2 separate regions of the Anas platyrhynchos genome follow, and region 1 is linked to region 2. The links are chromatin contacts, called in public Hi-C maps. All regions are on one chromosome and are shown on one strand. Each heading gives the region's core, a stretch centred on a gene start, on an enhancer-like site or on the middle of the called end of the contact. The rest is flanking DNA. Distances are from core to core; before and after follow the strand shown. Region 1 overlaps NFIC (nuclear factor I C). Region 2 holds the start of SMIM24 (small integral membrane protein 24).

Region 1 (7,055 bases), core at 3,021-5,520, 42 kb before region 2:
CCTGCAGGCTGGGCGCGGATCGCCCCCCAACACCCCCCCCCACCACCACCACCCCGTCCCCCGAAGATGAGCCTTTTGCTGCTTTAAAACGCTAAAAAAAAAAAAAAAAAAAAAAAGCAAAAGCTAAATCAACCCCCCCCCTCCAAAAAAGAAAAAAAAAAGCGCTTTATTTTTTATTTTTGAGGGGGAAAACATTTTTGCTTTTTATTTGATCTTTTTTTTTTATTTTTTTGTTTCGTTATTTTTTTTTTTTTTTTTTTGGAAGTTGGACCCTTTTTATTTCCTCCTCGGCCCCCCCTCCCGCGGGGCCGCCCCCCCCTTGCCCGGCCGCCCCCCCCACCCCCCCCCCCCCCCGGGCCCCGCAGAGCCGCGCCGGAGGAGAGAGAGAGAAAAAACGCCCGGACTGCTCCAGCCTCCGAAATGACTCAGTAACTTTTACGCCTCGAGTCTCAGCCCTGCAATTAGCCACTTTCCCAGCACGGCTCGGGATGTATTCGTCTCCTCTCTGCCTGACCCAGGTAACCGGCCCCGCGCCCCCCCAGCCCCCCCCCTCCCCAAAAAACCCCATAGCGCAAAAGGCTTTTTCCAGGTGCCGCGCAAAAAAAAGAAAAATAAAATTAGCAAACCCCCCCCCCCTCCATAAAAATAATCCTGGCAGCCAAAGGGCGGGTTGGGGCTGCACGGGGTGCTCGGAGGAGCTGTGCTTCGCTCTTGCTTCCCCCCCCCCTTCTTCCCGCCGCCTATTTTTGGGTGTTTTTTGGGTGTCTCTGGTGCTTTTGGGGTTTTTCTGCCTCTGCTTTCACTTGGGGCTCCGGGGGGGGGAGGAAGGTCGCACTGTGGTTTGTTGCGCTGCGCCCGGAGGTGGGTGGTGTGGGGAAGCCGCTGGGTTTCGGGTCCGGGGGGGACCCGGTGGGGTGCAGCAGGTCGGCGGCTCGGTCGGGGTGGCGGCGGGGGGGGTCCGGGGCTGCGGGCTCGGTGTTGCCCGCGCCGCCTCTTTGATAGCGTGAAACTTTTTCCTTCTCGCCCCCCCCCCCTCCACCCTCCAAGCGCGGCTGCACATGTTCGTGGGGTGCAAGGAAGGTGCCGGGGGGTGCAACAAGGAAAGGCCGAGGTGGTGTGGGAGGGGGGGGCACGGGGGTTTTCTCCAAAACCCTCCAAATTTGGGACAACCCGCAAGCGGGCCATGCCGCGCGCCCGCTCGCGGGCACGAGGGCGGCGGGGCCGCGCAGAGCGGGATATGGGGGCCCCCCCCCACACCACCGCCACCGCCGCCCCCCCCGCTCCCCATCCCAACCCGGGGCCACCCCCACGTGCTGGCGGGGCCCTCGAGGGGCAGCGCTGACCCCGCTGCACATGGGGCCGGCGGTGGCACCGCGGGCGATGCCGACGTGGCCCCGGTGGCGCACGGGGGGTGGCCGCCGCGGGGGCCTTGCGGCGGGCGAGGGGCTCCCCGAAATCATACAGGGCTGGGGCGTTCGCAGCCACGCTTCTGCCTGTGCTCTGTCCCTTATCGATCGCTGATATTTATTTGATTATTGATCAGGCAGCCGGGCCCCGCCGCGTAACCTCTTCCCTGCTGGCAGCCGCCCGTGCGCAGGGTCCGGCCTCGTGCCGCCCTCCCCGCCCCGCCGCCGCGCCCTACGAGCGCTCTGGCGTTTTTTATTTATTTATTTATTATTTTTGGAGGGGAGGGGGGTGTTGCTGGTGCCAAGCCCCCTCCTCACCACCTCCTACCCCCCCCCCCCACCCATGCCCGCGCCATGGGCTTGCCGTGCTGAGCGCAGCCCCTCCTTGCAGATCTCATCCCCGCGCCGGGCACGGGCAGGATCCGGCCCCACCTTGGGGCATTGGCACCGGGGGGGGGACAGGGAATGGGGTTTGTGGTGTGTTTGTGTCCCCCCCCCGCTGAACCCTGCACCCTGCCCAAGGCTGGGCATCGCCGGCACCGCACGTGCCGCGGGGGGGTTTGGGCAGCCGGGGGCTGCCGTGGCCAGGGGCTGGCACGGGCAGGGCGCGGGTGGGCAGCGCTGGTGCTGAGCGGGTGACCCCGGTGCTGGAGCCCCCAGCTGTGGGCTTGGCAAGGGCAGCACCTCGACCCCTCGTCTTCCTCTGCAGTTTTCTTCTTTTTTTTTTTTTTCCCTTTTTTTCCCCCTTTCTTTCTTGTTCTTTTTCCTATTCTTTGTTATTGTTATTATTTTATTTTATATTTTCTTCTTTTCTTTTTTCTTCTTTCCTTTTTCTTTTCTGTTTTTTTTTTTTTTTCCCTTTCTTTCCTTTCTCTTTTCCCTCTCTTTTCTGTTATCTCCTTTCTCTTTTCCTTTTTCCTTTCTCTTTTTTTCCCCTCCTCTCCCTCTTTTCTCCTCTCTTTCTTTTCCTCACCCCTTTCTCTCTCACCTTTTCTCTCTTTCTCCTTCCCCCCCCCCACCCGTCTCGGTGTTTCCCAGGGCTCCGGCCGCCCCCCTGCCATTCCCACCCGCTCGGCAGAGCCTGATTTTGCCAGCGAAGGGCACGGGGCCGAGGTGGGAATGGCACGGTCGGGGCTCCGGGAGCCTCCCGCTCACGGCACCACGCTGTTCCCAGCGGATCGGGGAAGGGGGGGCCACGTTCCCAACCCCCTGCCCCGCCGCCTTCGCATCGGGGAGGCTGCAGCTCCCCTCTGCCCTAGCGTAGCCTCCGCTTGAATCCGGCCCAGATGGGATCAGACGTCGTCTGCACCTACCGGATCCGGCCCCCGCCGCCCCCCCGGCCCCGCCGTGCCAGAGCCAAGCCATTCCCATCCCACTCGCTCGGCGGGGAGGCTCTCCCGGGCTCGGGGAGCTGCGGATGGTGATGTGGATACATTGGAACGTGCGCGGGACCCGCCCTGCCTCTGGCTTCGCGCATCTCCCCTCCGACATCGCCGCCGGCTCCCCGAATCCCTCCAGCCCCCCAGGCCCTTGGTGGCCGCTCGCAGCCCAGTTTGGGCAGCTCTGAGCCCGGCCACAGCCGGCCCGAGCCCCGGCTTCGCGACCCGATGGGGCCAGACCGAGCCTTGGCAAGGGCAGCGGCAGCGCCGTGCTCCTGGCTGGGGCCACGGGCGAGCGTCCCGCGGCGAGGAGGGTGACTCGGTGCCCGCTCAGCTGTCTTGTCCCCGCTGCGGGACTTCCTCCCCATCCCCCAGCTCACCTCTGTCCCCTCTCAGGGACCGGGCAGGAAACCAAGACGGAGCTGCCCAGATTAGCAGGGAAGCGGCACCGGCATCACGGCCAAGGGCTCCGCGTGCGGGGGCCTCTCCCTGCCCCCAGGGAGCGGGGTCTGGCTGTTGGTACCCCCAAAATAGCCCCAGCACTGCGGACCCGCCGCCGTCCCCGTGCACCCTGTGGGGCTCCCGGCTGAGCCGTTGGGGCGATCCCTGCGTGGGGAGGGATTTACCCAAGTGCTCGGGGAGATTTGCAGGTCTGACGGCCGCTGCGATGCTCCCGCTCATTTCCTCGCCTCGTGCTTTCCTGCTTTCCTCCAGCCCATCCCCATCACCCAACCCTGACCCCCCCCCAGCACCCCGAGCTCAGGAGCAAGGTGGGGACATCAGCCCGGGGACAGCGGGGGGATCTGGGTGCCGCGGCGCAGTGTGGGGGCTTGTTCGGCCTCCCCCCGCCGCGCTCCGCCTGAGCCCCTCTCCCCTGCGCCGGGCCCCAGCGCCACGTTTTGCACAGATGCATCCTCGCAGCCCCGTTTTGGCACGGGGAGCGGGACGAGGGCCGTGGGCCCGCACCCCCCAGCAGCACAAACCCCACCGGGTGCCACCCTCGGGACCGTGGACATGGGGGCCCCGTGGTGCCGCACCGCGAGAGGCGTCGTGGCCACGTGGCCGTGGCTTTTCCTCGTGGTTTCACCCCCCCGTCCCATGTGGCCACGGCACCGGCACCGCTGCCGGTCCCCATAGCACGGGGGGGGCCTGCACAGTGCCCAGCCGCTGCCACCTGCTTGGGCACGTGGCCACCGCGGGGAGCCAGCCCCCCCCGGGCACCTCGCACCGGGGCCTTCCCTAAAAGTCCCTTGGAAAACCTTCCAAGGGCAGGTGGTGGCCCCGTGCCTGGCCCTGCTGGGGCTTTTTGGGATTGCTGGGCGAGAGGGGAGCGCGGTGCAGCTGGTGCCGGGGGCTCGCCCCTCCGCCAGTAGCTCCGGCAAACTGGTTTCCAGCCGGGAGCTCAGATCGGCTGCCAAAGCATAGGAGCAGCTCGCCGGGAACGGCGCTGGGAGAGAGGGAAGGTTGCAACACACTTTCAATTCTCCCATCTGCTGAGCATTGTTTGGGAAAAACAATGAGACCGTTCTTTAAATGCAACCTTCGGGAGAGCCTGGCTTTCCCCGCGAGGCGCCCGCCGTGCTGTGCCCGCCCCGGCCGTGCCCGGGACCTCGCCGCTTCTGCCCTCTCTAATTTTAAATCCCCAGATGGTAAAAATAGATCCCTTTTTAAGAGCGATTTATGAACCCAGCCGCGAGCAGAACAGGAGGACGCAGGGCACTGGTGCGGGCAGGATGAGGCCCTTACTGCTGCGCCAGCCTCCGCGGCATCACCTTGAACTTGGCCGGGGCTGTGCACAATAAATTAGCCGTCCTCCTCCTGCACACCGAGGCGCCCGGCGATAATTCACCCTTCCCGGCAGCTCCGCTCGTCCCTTCTCCCCCGCCGCTTCCTCGAGGAGCCCAAAGCGTGCCCAGCGCCGCAGCCACGCGCACGCTTGTGCAGGGAGCCTGGAGAAACAAAGCCTGACCCGTGCGTCTTCGAGCGAGCGGGGAATTGCTCCGTTTGTTGCCTTCTTTCTCCCCGAGGCCGGGCAGGCTGGGGAAGGATGCTGGGAGCTGTAGTCTGAGCCCTCCAGCCTTGACCCGGCGGCTTTTTCTAGCTTGTGGGAGTCGTTGCAGCGTGGCCAGGGCGCGGGCAGAGCCGAGCTGGCCGCGTGCCCTCGGTTCCCCTTGGCACAGCGCGGCGAAGGGCGTGCGCTGCGGCCCCTGGCTCCCCGGGGAGCGGCCGTGCTGGCCGGGCAGCCCCGGCGCGGATGCCACGGTGGCGGCGAGGGATTCGCGGTGTGCGAGGGTTTTGTTTTCCTGGCCTGAGCTGGGTGCAGCGGGGGGGGGTTCGGGGCTCCGAGCTCTGCATTTAGGCCCTGTTGTACAGCCCTGGGCGCAGCTGATGGGTGCGCAGAGCGTGGTGCAGGCACTTGTGCGTGGGGCTCGGACCCCAGCAGTGGGGCTGGGGCTCTGCCAGCAAGGGGAAGCCGGGAGGTCCCTGGGTGCCTGGCACTCTCCTCTCCACGTTAGACACCCATCGTGCGCCGGCCACGGTGACATTTGGCATCCACTCACCATTTGCCTGGGTTTTGCACGCAAGCAGAAAAAGGGGCACGGCGTCCCCTGCCTGTGTGGTGATGGAGAGGGGTCCCTGCAGGCTGGGGGTGGCCCTGGGGACAGGGACAGCGTGCCCTGCCTGCCCCCCTGCTTTCCCTGCCCTACACCACCCATGCCAGCCTTCCCCGTGCCTGGCCCCTGAGGCTCGGTGCCCGTGCCACCGCACGGCTCCCAGGGAGGAGCAGAGCTGCGGGGACGGGGACTGGGACAAACAGAGCTGTGGGGACGGGGATGGCGGCTGCGACAGGGTCCCTTGTTGGCGGGGGAGAAGGAGGGCTGGGGGGGAGGCAAAACAGCTCCGTGCAAGGCTGGCTCGCTGCCTGCCGCCCCCGTCCGTGCTGCGGCTCTTCCTGCACGGGGATGGACGTGACGGCGCGCCTGAGTGGGGCTGAGCACCGCCGAGGGGGCTGAGCACTTGGGGAGGCAAGGGGTATCTGTGTCCCCCACCCCTGTGCCCAGGATGTTGGGGGGGTAAGGGCAGGTCCCCAGGTACGTGAGCAGCACGAGGGTGCAATTTGCACCTTGGGGACCCTCAGGGTGGGGATTTCTCCTGCGGCACCCCGGGGTGCGCCGGGCAGGTCGGGGCAGGGCGGAGGAGCCTGCGCGCTGCCCAAAGGCGTCGGGGAGCAGCTGGGGCCTCGACGGCTGCTCGGCTTTGTTGGGTAGGGCCAGCGCCGCGTGGCATCGCCGGTGACATCCCCACAATGTGGCCAGGGGGGGTCCGACACCGAGCCAGTGCTGAGGGGTGCGCAGCATCACGGCAGGGCGGTGCCCAGCACCAAACCTTTGTGGGGTTCGGGTACCAGGGCGTTTTGAAGGGTTTGGATGCCCCAAATTAGCACCAGCAAGAGTCTGAGCTCCCTCGGGGAGGGAAGGCGGAGGGATGGGGATGCAGGGGGTGCCCACGGGCATCCCGCTGCCGGGTCCCAGCTTGCAGCGGGCGCGCGGCCGAGCTCGCCATCCGTCACATCGGCCCCGGGCAGGCATCCCCCGCGGCCGCGCCGCGCCGTGCCAGCTTGGCCAGCGCCCAGCGCCCTGCGCCGCCGCCAAGCCCCGGCGCTTCCCAAGTCCTGGAGAGGAGCTGGGAAAGGATCCCGCTGCCCAGGTGCAGGGACCACGGGCCAGGCCGTGCCAAGGATTGATTTCTCGGTTAACTCGCCGCTGCTTTAAAAGCACATTAATCCTGCCGTCACCTGCCAGCAGCCATCCATAATCAGCATTTTGGGCAAAATCCCCAGCTTCAGGCTGCTTTATGCTGGGCATTCCCCTCCCAGCCACCTTGTCCTGGCCAAGATGCCAGGAGGGGCCGGGCAGCGCTGCCTGGCACGGGAGCGCCAGGATCCGGCCCTCCTGCTGACCCCTCTTCCCCAGCTGCCTTTCAGGCCCCGGGAGTTTGTCCGAGTTCATGGACTTTTTTTTTTTTTACAAAAAAGGGTTTTTATTGTGTTTCTTAAGACATTTTTGTTCTCCTTGCAAAGGGCCCCTGCATTCCCTTCGCGGAGAAAACGGTATTTGACCGGCCGTTGTCCAAAAAAAACCCCCAACATGTTTCTGATCACTAAAACCCAAGAAATATTTTTACTTTCAAAGGGAAAAAAAAAAAAGAGAGAGAGAGAGAGAGGGAGAGAGAGAAATGTTGATTTTCCACCCAGACGTTTCCCCTTTCC
Region 2 (6,746 bases), core at 3,190-5,689:
TTTGGGGGGGCGGGGGGGGGTCCCGAGGAGCACCCCCCCCCCCTTTTGGAGCTGCACGGCGCAGTATTGGTTTGTGCAAGGACAATGCAACGCAGGTAGCGGTAGTTTTAGCGTCGAGTTGAGGGGGAAAAAAAAAAATCTATAGGGAAAAATGGGGAAAAAAAATGTGAAAATTGTAAAAAACAAAAAAAAAAATTAAAAAAAAGGGGGTTAAGGATAGAAAAATTTCAGTTTAAAGCAAAAAAAATTAAAAAAAAATATAATGGGGAAATAAACATTTCTCACCCGTGACCGGAGCGGAGCAGTGGGGGCAGCGCGGCCCCCCCCCGGCCGGGCCCCCCCCAGCCCGTGGGGCGTGGGGGGGGGGGCGTGGGGCGCGGGCGCCCCTCGGGCCGGGGCCAGGCGCCGTGGGGAATCCCCCGTGGGGTCCCCGGATCCCCCCCCCCTCCCTCCCCCGTTGCTGCCTTCGCCTGCGTGGAGGGGGGGGCCCGCACCCCCCCCCCCCAAAAAAAAAAAAAAAAATTAAAAACCCGCCCTCGGCAAGAAAAGCACCTTAGAAAATGTTAAAAAAGGCAAAAAAAGCAAAAAAAAAAATCACGGATTCCCCCCCCACCCCTCCCCACGCACCCCGACCCCCCCCCAAGGAGGGAGGTTCGGGCCGGGGGGGGGCAGGGAGCGCCCCCCTTTCCCCCCCCCCCCGGGATATTTGCACTGCTCCGCTCTGCGCTGGGGGCCGCATCCTGCCCCCCCCGCGACCCCCAGCCGAAGGGAATATGCAACCCCCCCCCCCGCCCACCACCCAGGCTGCCTGGGGGGGGGGGGGCTTTCTGGGGGGGGGGAGGCCGGGGGCGGGGAGGGGGGGGCCGACCACTAATTTTTATTATTATTATTATTTTTGAACCGTTCGCCGTGATTTTTTTTTCAGCCCCCCCCCCCGGGGTGGCCACAATCAGCTCCGCCGGTGGTGGTGGTGGGGGGGTCATCGCGGGGTGTCCCCCCCCCACACCCCCAAGGGGCTTGGGGACAGTTTTTTTTTAGGGGGGGGGGACACAATCCCGCGCCGCCACAAGCCCAGGTCCCCCTTGCCCGGGGGGTTCTCATGCACTACAGTCCCCGAGGGGGGGTTGTTTTTAGTACTCGTTGAAAAAATGCGTTTAGAAAAAAAAAAAAATGGGGAAAAAAATACAAAAAAAATTAAAAAACAAAAAAAAGAAAGAAAAAGTCCTCGTGACCTATAAATAAATCCCTGTACATATATATATACACCCACATCTATATATATGGGGCCGCAGGGCGGGGGGGGGCGCGGGTCCCTGCGGGCCCACACGCAGTTAAGGTACTTTAAGTGGCAAAGTAAGGAATATATATATATAAAAATATATATATATATGTCTGCTGGTGGTGGTTGGTTGGTTTTTTTCCTTTTTTTTCCTTTTTTTTTCATTTTTTTTTTCCCGTTCGCTTTCGTTTCGTCCTCTCCGATTTGGAGCCGCTGCTCCCCCCGGCCCCCACCCACGGGAAGCACCCGCGGGGATAGGGGAGGGGGTGGAGGGGGGGTCGGGGAAATTTGGGGGGGGGGTTACAAAAAAAAAAAAAAAGAACAAAAGTAACCGAAAGGCAAGAAAAGGCCCCAAAAAAAAGCGCGGCGGGGCTGCCGGCGGGCCCACGACGACACCAATACCAAAAATCCCACGCAGTGCCTCTCGCTGCCGGCCGCCCACGCCCGCTTTTTTGGGGGGCTCCTTGCCCCCCCCCTCACTCCCCTCCCTTCATACCCCCCCCCCATTGGGGTGACCCCCTCCCCACGCTCCCCGCGTCCCCCCTGTGCCGCTGCGGGGGGTGAGCTCAGTGGGGCGCCGCTGCCCCCCCCCCCCCCCGGCCCCACGCGTGTCCCCCCCCCCCCCCCCTGCATGCTGCCCCCCCCCCCGGACCCCCGCTCGCCTCCCCGGAGCTTCTCAATATTTGATTACTCCATGTACACGAACGCAGCCCCCCCCCGCCGCGCCTGCCTCCATACAGCTCCCGAACGTGGCTAGGGAATTTTGTGGGTTTTTTTTTTTTTTTTTTGGTCATTTTTGGTCATTTTTTGGTTTTTGGTCATTTTTGGTTTTCGGTTGGATTTTTTTTTTTTTTTTTTTGTTCCGTTTCGTTTTGTTTTTTTTTTTTTTTTCTTTTCCGTATTTTTTTTTTTTTCGCCCCCCTCCCCTATGCAAAAAAAAAAAAAAAAAAAAAAAAAGGAAAAAAAGGATTAAAAAAAAAAAGAGAGAAAAAAAAAGACAAAAAAATAAAAAAGCGGAGGAAAAAAAAAAAAGGAGAAAAGAGAAAAGTTTAAAAAAAAAAAAAAGACGAAAAAATGTATAAAAATTAAACAAGCTATGCTTCAACTCCACGCCGCGTCCGCGCTTCCTTCGCCGCCCCCACGGGGGACACCGAGACACGCGTGGGGGCGCTGCGGGGCGGGGGGGGGCACTGCCCCGGGGGGGGGGGGGGCTGCCACCCGTGGGTGCCCTCGCCCCACGCAGGAGGTGGCGGATCCCCGGGACACGCGTGGGGACCACACTTTTGGGGGGGTGACACGGGGTTGGGGCACCCACGGGTGACCCACGCGTGGGGTGCTGCCCCCCCCACGTGACATCATCACCTCGTCCACGCACCCTCATGACGTCACCCCCCACCCCCCCCGTGTCACCCAGGGGTCCCGTGGGGTCGGGGGGCACCCCCCACCCACCCACCCCCCCCTCCCCGCCGCACCCACGCGTGGGTGGTCACGGCCCCGTCCCCACGCGCAGCGACACCAGAGACGGGAGGCGGGGGCGGGCTGGCAGCTTTACTGCTGGGCTACAGCGGGGGGGGGGCCGCCCACAGCCCCCCCCGTGGGCTCCCGTCACGCGGCCCCCACGCGGGTCCCGCGGGTTGCCGTGGGGGGGCGCCGTCCGCGATCCATTCCCGCGGGGCTGGGATCCAGGCCGGGCTTTGCGCTCAGCCGGGGCCTTTCGGCTCTCGGCGCCCCGCAAAACCCGGCGCGGATTCGCGGCCGCGGGTGGGCCGGAGCTCGCCCCACGCGTGTCACAGCGACGTGGCCTTGTTGCGCTCCTGCTCGTCGTCGCTGTCCCTATCGGCTGCCGCGTTGCTGTAGGCGGCCTTCTCCAGCCTGCGGGGACGGGGACGGAGCCGTCAGCGGGGCGCTGCCCCCCTCCACCCCCCCCACCCCACCCCACTCCCACGCGTGGGACCCCCCAGAGGGGAAACTGAGGCAGGGCTGGGGCTGGGCCGGTACCTGCCGATCGCCTGCGGCTCCTCGGGGGCTCCGTGCTTCCTGCGGGGGGACACGAGGGGACACGGGGGGGACATGAGGGGTCAGCACCGTGCCCTCCCCACCCCCCTGTCCCGCGTGGGGGGCGCCGCTGCAGCCCCCCCCCAGACCCCTCCCCGGCCCCCACCTGCGCATCCTGAGCCGCCAGAAGCGGTTGAGGAGCAGCCCCAAGAAGACGATGAAGAGGAAGACGACGACGGCCGTGAGGCCAACGAGCCACGGCTGCCACTGCTTGGAGGTCACGACTGCAAAGGCACCCGTGGGGACAGCGTGGGGACGGGAAGGAGCCACGGGGACAGGGACAGGGACAGGGACAGGGACAGGGACAGGGACAGGGACAGGGACAGGGACAGGGACAGGGATGGGATGGGGACAAGGATAGGGATGGGATGGGGACAGGGACAGGAATAGGGATGGGGACAGCGATGGGGACATAGCAATACAAATAGGGACAGGGACAGCATTGGGAATGGGGACAGGGATAGGGACAGCAACGGGGACAAAGACAGCAATAGGGGCAGGGATGGGGATGGGAACAGCAATGAGGGCAGGGACAAGGACAGGGACAGGGATGGGGACAGGGACAGCAATAGGGACAGGAGTGGGGATGGGGACAGGGACAGGGACAGGGACAGGGACAGGTTCAGGGGAGCCCCGTGCCGCAGAGGACAGCACCCTTCATCCCAGGGTGTAGGGTCCTGAGCCCGGCACTGGGGGACACTGGGGGACACCGGGGTGCTGAGGCTCAGCGAGGTGACAAAGCCACCCCCGCCACAGCCAACCTGTCCCCGTGAGCACGGGGTGGAGCAGTCACCCCCAAATCCTCCTGCTCTGCCCCCAGAATGGCTGCTGCCAGTGCCGGTGCGCGAGGCACTGGGCAGACTGGTCATACTGGGGAGGGCAGCGGGGTGCTGGTGGCACTTACCCTCCTGTCCCCGGGCGGTGGCAGTGAGGCTGAGCAGCAGCAGCAGCCCCAGGGGCTGCGGGGACCTCGGCATCACGGGGCTGCGGAGGGGCCCGATCCTACAGCGCGCGTGGCACCGCTCCTTGCACCCGGGGCCAAGGGGCGGCTTTTATTGGGCTCAGGAGGACAAGTGCCACCGAGTGCCATGGCAACGCGGTGCCCTTAACCCCCGGGTGGTGGCACCTCCGCCCCGCTGTGCCACCAGCACCCGCCGGGACCCCCGGACACAGCGCTATGGGAACAGCACCCCCGGCACTGGGGAGACTGGGCGGACTGGGAGCAGCTGGGGAGGTGCCCCCAAGCAGCGTGGGAGCAGCGCAGTTTTGGGTGGAAAAGAGGCAGATTTGGGGCTTTTTGGTGTTGTTTGGGAAGAGCGGCTTCACGCAGCAGGGGCAGGATTTGCCCGGTGGGTGCAGACGGACGGACGGACAGAGGGACGGGTGGGTGGGGGGCTGGATGGATGGACAGAGGGATGGGGGGGGGGGCTGCACGGACGGACAGAGGGATGGGGCGCATCTCTCCCCGCTGCCCCCCACGTGCCCGGGGCGTGCTGGGTGCCATAACCGGGTAAATATTAATGCCCTTATCGCCCAGACCTTGGCAACGGCCGCGGGCGGCTCCGCTCTGCCCCGCTCCGTCCTCGGGGAGAAAACAAACGGGGGGGCAGCACCCATGGGTGGGCGCCGTCGGGGCCCCCTCCCACTGCAACTCCCCGAGGGGGTGAAGAATCCCTGGGGGCGTGGGGATGGGGGGTCCCCAGCGAAGGGCTTTGCTTTAAGGGTGGGGGTCTGCACAGAGCAGCCCCCGCTCACGCTGCCCCCTCCCAGAGGCTCGGGGGCGCTCAGATCGGCTTTGGGGGCACCCCTGGGTGCTGCCGAGCCCTGCCTCATCCTGCAGGGCCCGGATCTGGTGGGGGCCAAACCCCATCCTCGGCACACAGCCGGGTGTCTGCCTGTCTGTCCGTCCGTCCGTCTGTCCATCTGTCTGTCCGTCCATCCGTCTATCCGGGTGTCTCCGTGTGTCTGTGCACGCCCCGAGGGTCTGCGCCCACACCCAGGGGCGCATCCATGTCTGCGCCCCCCCCAGCGCCCGCCTCTGTGTCCGTGTGTCCGTCCGTGTGTCCGTGTGTCCGAGCACACCCCACACCAAGGGCCAAGGTGGGGGCATCCCAGCGGGTCGGGGGGCAGGGGGGTTTTTGGGGTGCAATGGCAGCTCCGAGCCGTGCGCGTTGGCACCACCGCGGTGTTCGGGGACGGGGCCGGAGCGGCGGGGAGGGGCGGGGGGGGGGGGGGCTTCGCAGCGGGGTCCCCCCTAGAAAAACCTCTTCTTGTGGGGGTCGGCGAAGGTGATGGAGCTGCGTGGGGTAGCGGAGAGCAGCCCCAGCGGGATGTCCATGCCGGGCAGGGCGCCGGCTCCTTCGCCCTGCGGCCTCTCCTCCGGCAGGGCCCCGTCCTCCTCCGGCCACTCCACGTCCAGCGCGCCGCCCTCGCCCATCACCGCCTTCTCCTCCTCCGGCTTGGGCCCGAACGCCCAATCTGCGGGGACAAAGAGGGGGCTGTGGGCAGCGCCGTGGCACCCAGGGGGGGTCCCCAGCCTCGGAGCAATGCAGCAAAAACCTGAAGTGTGCCCAGCACCGATTTGGGGAGAAAAATTCACCCCTTTGGCCAACGGGGCCCTACCCCGTGCCCCAGCATCCCCATCGCCCCAGTACCCCTCTGGGCTGGTTGGGGTCCACCTCACCCCCCACCCAGCCCCATGAGGACCCCATAGCTCAGCCCCGTGTCCTCCCCCTCCCCAAGGACTCACCAGCGAAGTCGTGCACCAGGTCCTTGATGAGGTGGCCGACGATGGCGTAGGCCACCACCAGCACCAGGCTGGCCGCCATCACCAGGTAGACGACGTAGCGGGGCAGGCGGATGCTGTCCAGGGCGGGGGGCTTGTACTCCACGTAGAGCACCCCGTCGTCCTCCTCGGGGGGGGCCTGCAGCAGCTGCCGTGGCACGGAGCCCCCCGGCAGGGCCATCGCCAGCTCCCCCCGTGCCCCGGCACAGAGCCACCCGAGCCTCTGCCACGCGGGGGGACGCGGGGGACGAGCGGCATCAGGGTCCCCACGGCTCCCCCACGCCCCCCGTGCTCCTCTTGCTGGTGCAGAGGACAGAGCAGCCGCGGGAAGGAGCTTAGTGCCGGTAATCCGGGCACAGCCCGGGCGAGCTCAGCATGGGGGGGGGCAAGAAGTGTCCAAGGTGGCTGGGGGGGTCCCCAAAATCCCCACCTCACATGGCGCTGCAGGGACCCGCATCCCCTTGTGAGCGGGGAATCGGGTGCAGAGCTGGGGAGTCCCCAAAGGCAGGGAGGGGAGGGACACCCCCAGCTCGGGTGCGCTCCCCCCCCCAGGCTAAATCCCCCTGCAGGCCCCGAATCCCCCGAGCAGATGGCACCAAGTCCTTGACGGGGCCCAAGGCACTGCCC

What was found. A called contact is a pair of places that touch in the nucleus more often than the background predicts.
Region 1: a Hi-C map of subcutaneous adipose tissue shows a contact between it and region 2, with 2.2 times the contacts expected there. The contact joins the enhancer-like site here to the promoter of SMIM24 in region 2. A contact is called at or near these places in 2 of 8 Hi-C or Micro-C datasets (skeletal muscle and subcutaneous adipose tissue).

The regions. Positions count from the first base shown.
Region 1 is chr29:4,453,021-4,460,075 of IASCAAS_PekinDuck_T2T, reverse strand. All of the region lies in intron 1 of NFIC (nuclear factor I C), which reads left to right. Among named protein-coding and RNA genes, the nearest start is that of NFIC, 5.9 kb to the left of the region's middle. Within about 2 kb of position 4,270, at least 3 of the 8 cell types and tissues checked have an H3K27ac peak or open chromatin away from gene starts, as enhancers often do.
Region 2 is chr29:4,411,638-4,418,383 of IASCAAS_PekinDuck_T2T, reverse strand. It overlaps SMIM24 (small integral membrane protein 24), which reads right to left and starts at 4,439. Exons shown (of 5, transcript XM_072029323.1): 1 at 4,362-4,439; 2 at 4,239-4,359; 3 at 3,441-3,558; 4 at 3,278-3,316; 5 at 2,814-3,151. The coding sequence starts at 4,424. The coding sequence ends at 3,067. It overlaps SMIM44 (small integral membrane protein 44), which reads right to left. Exons shown (of 2, transcript XM_072029322.1): 1 at 6,084-6,746; 2 at 4,366-5,812. The coding sequence starts at 6,300. The coding sequence ends at 5,589.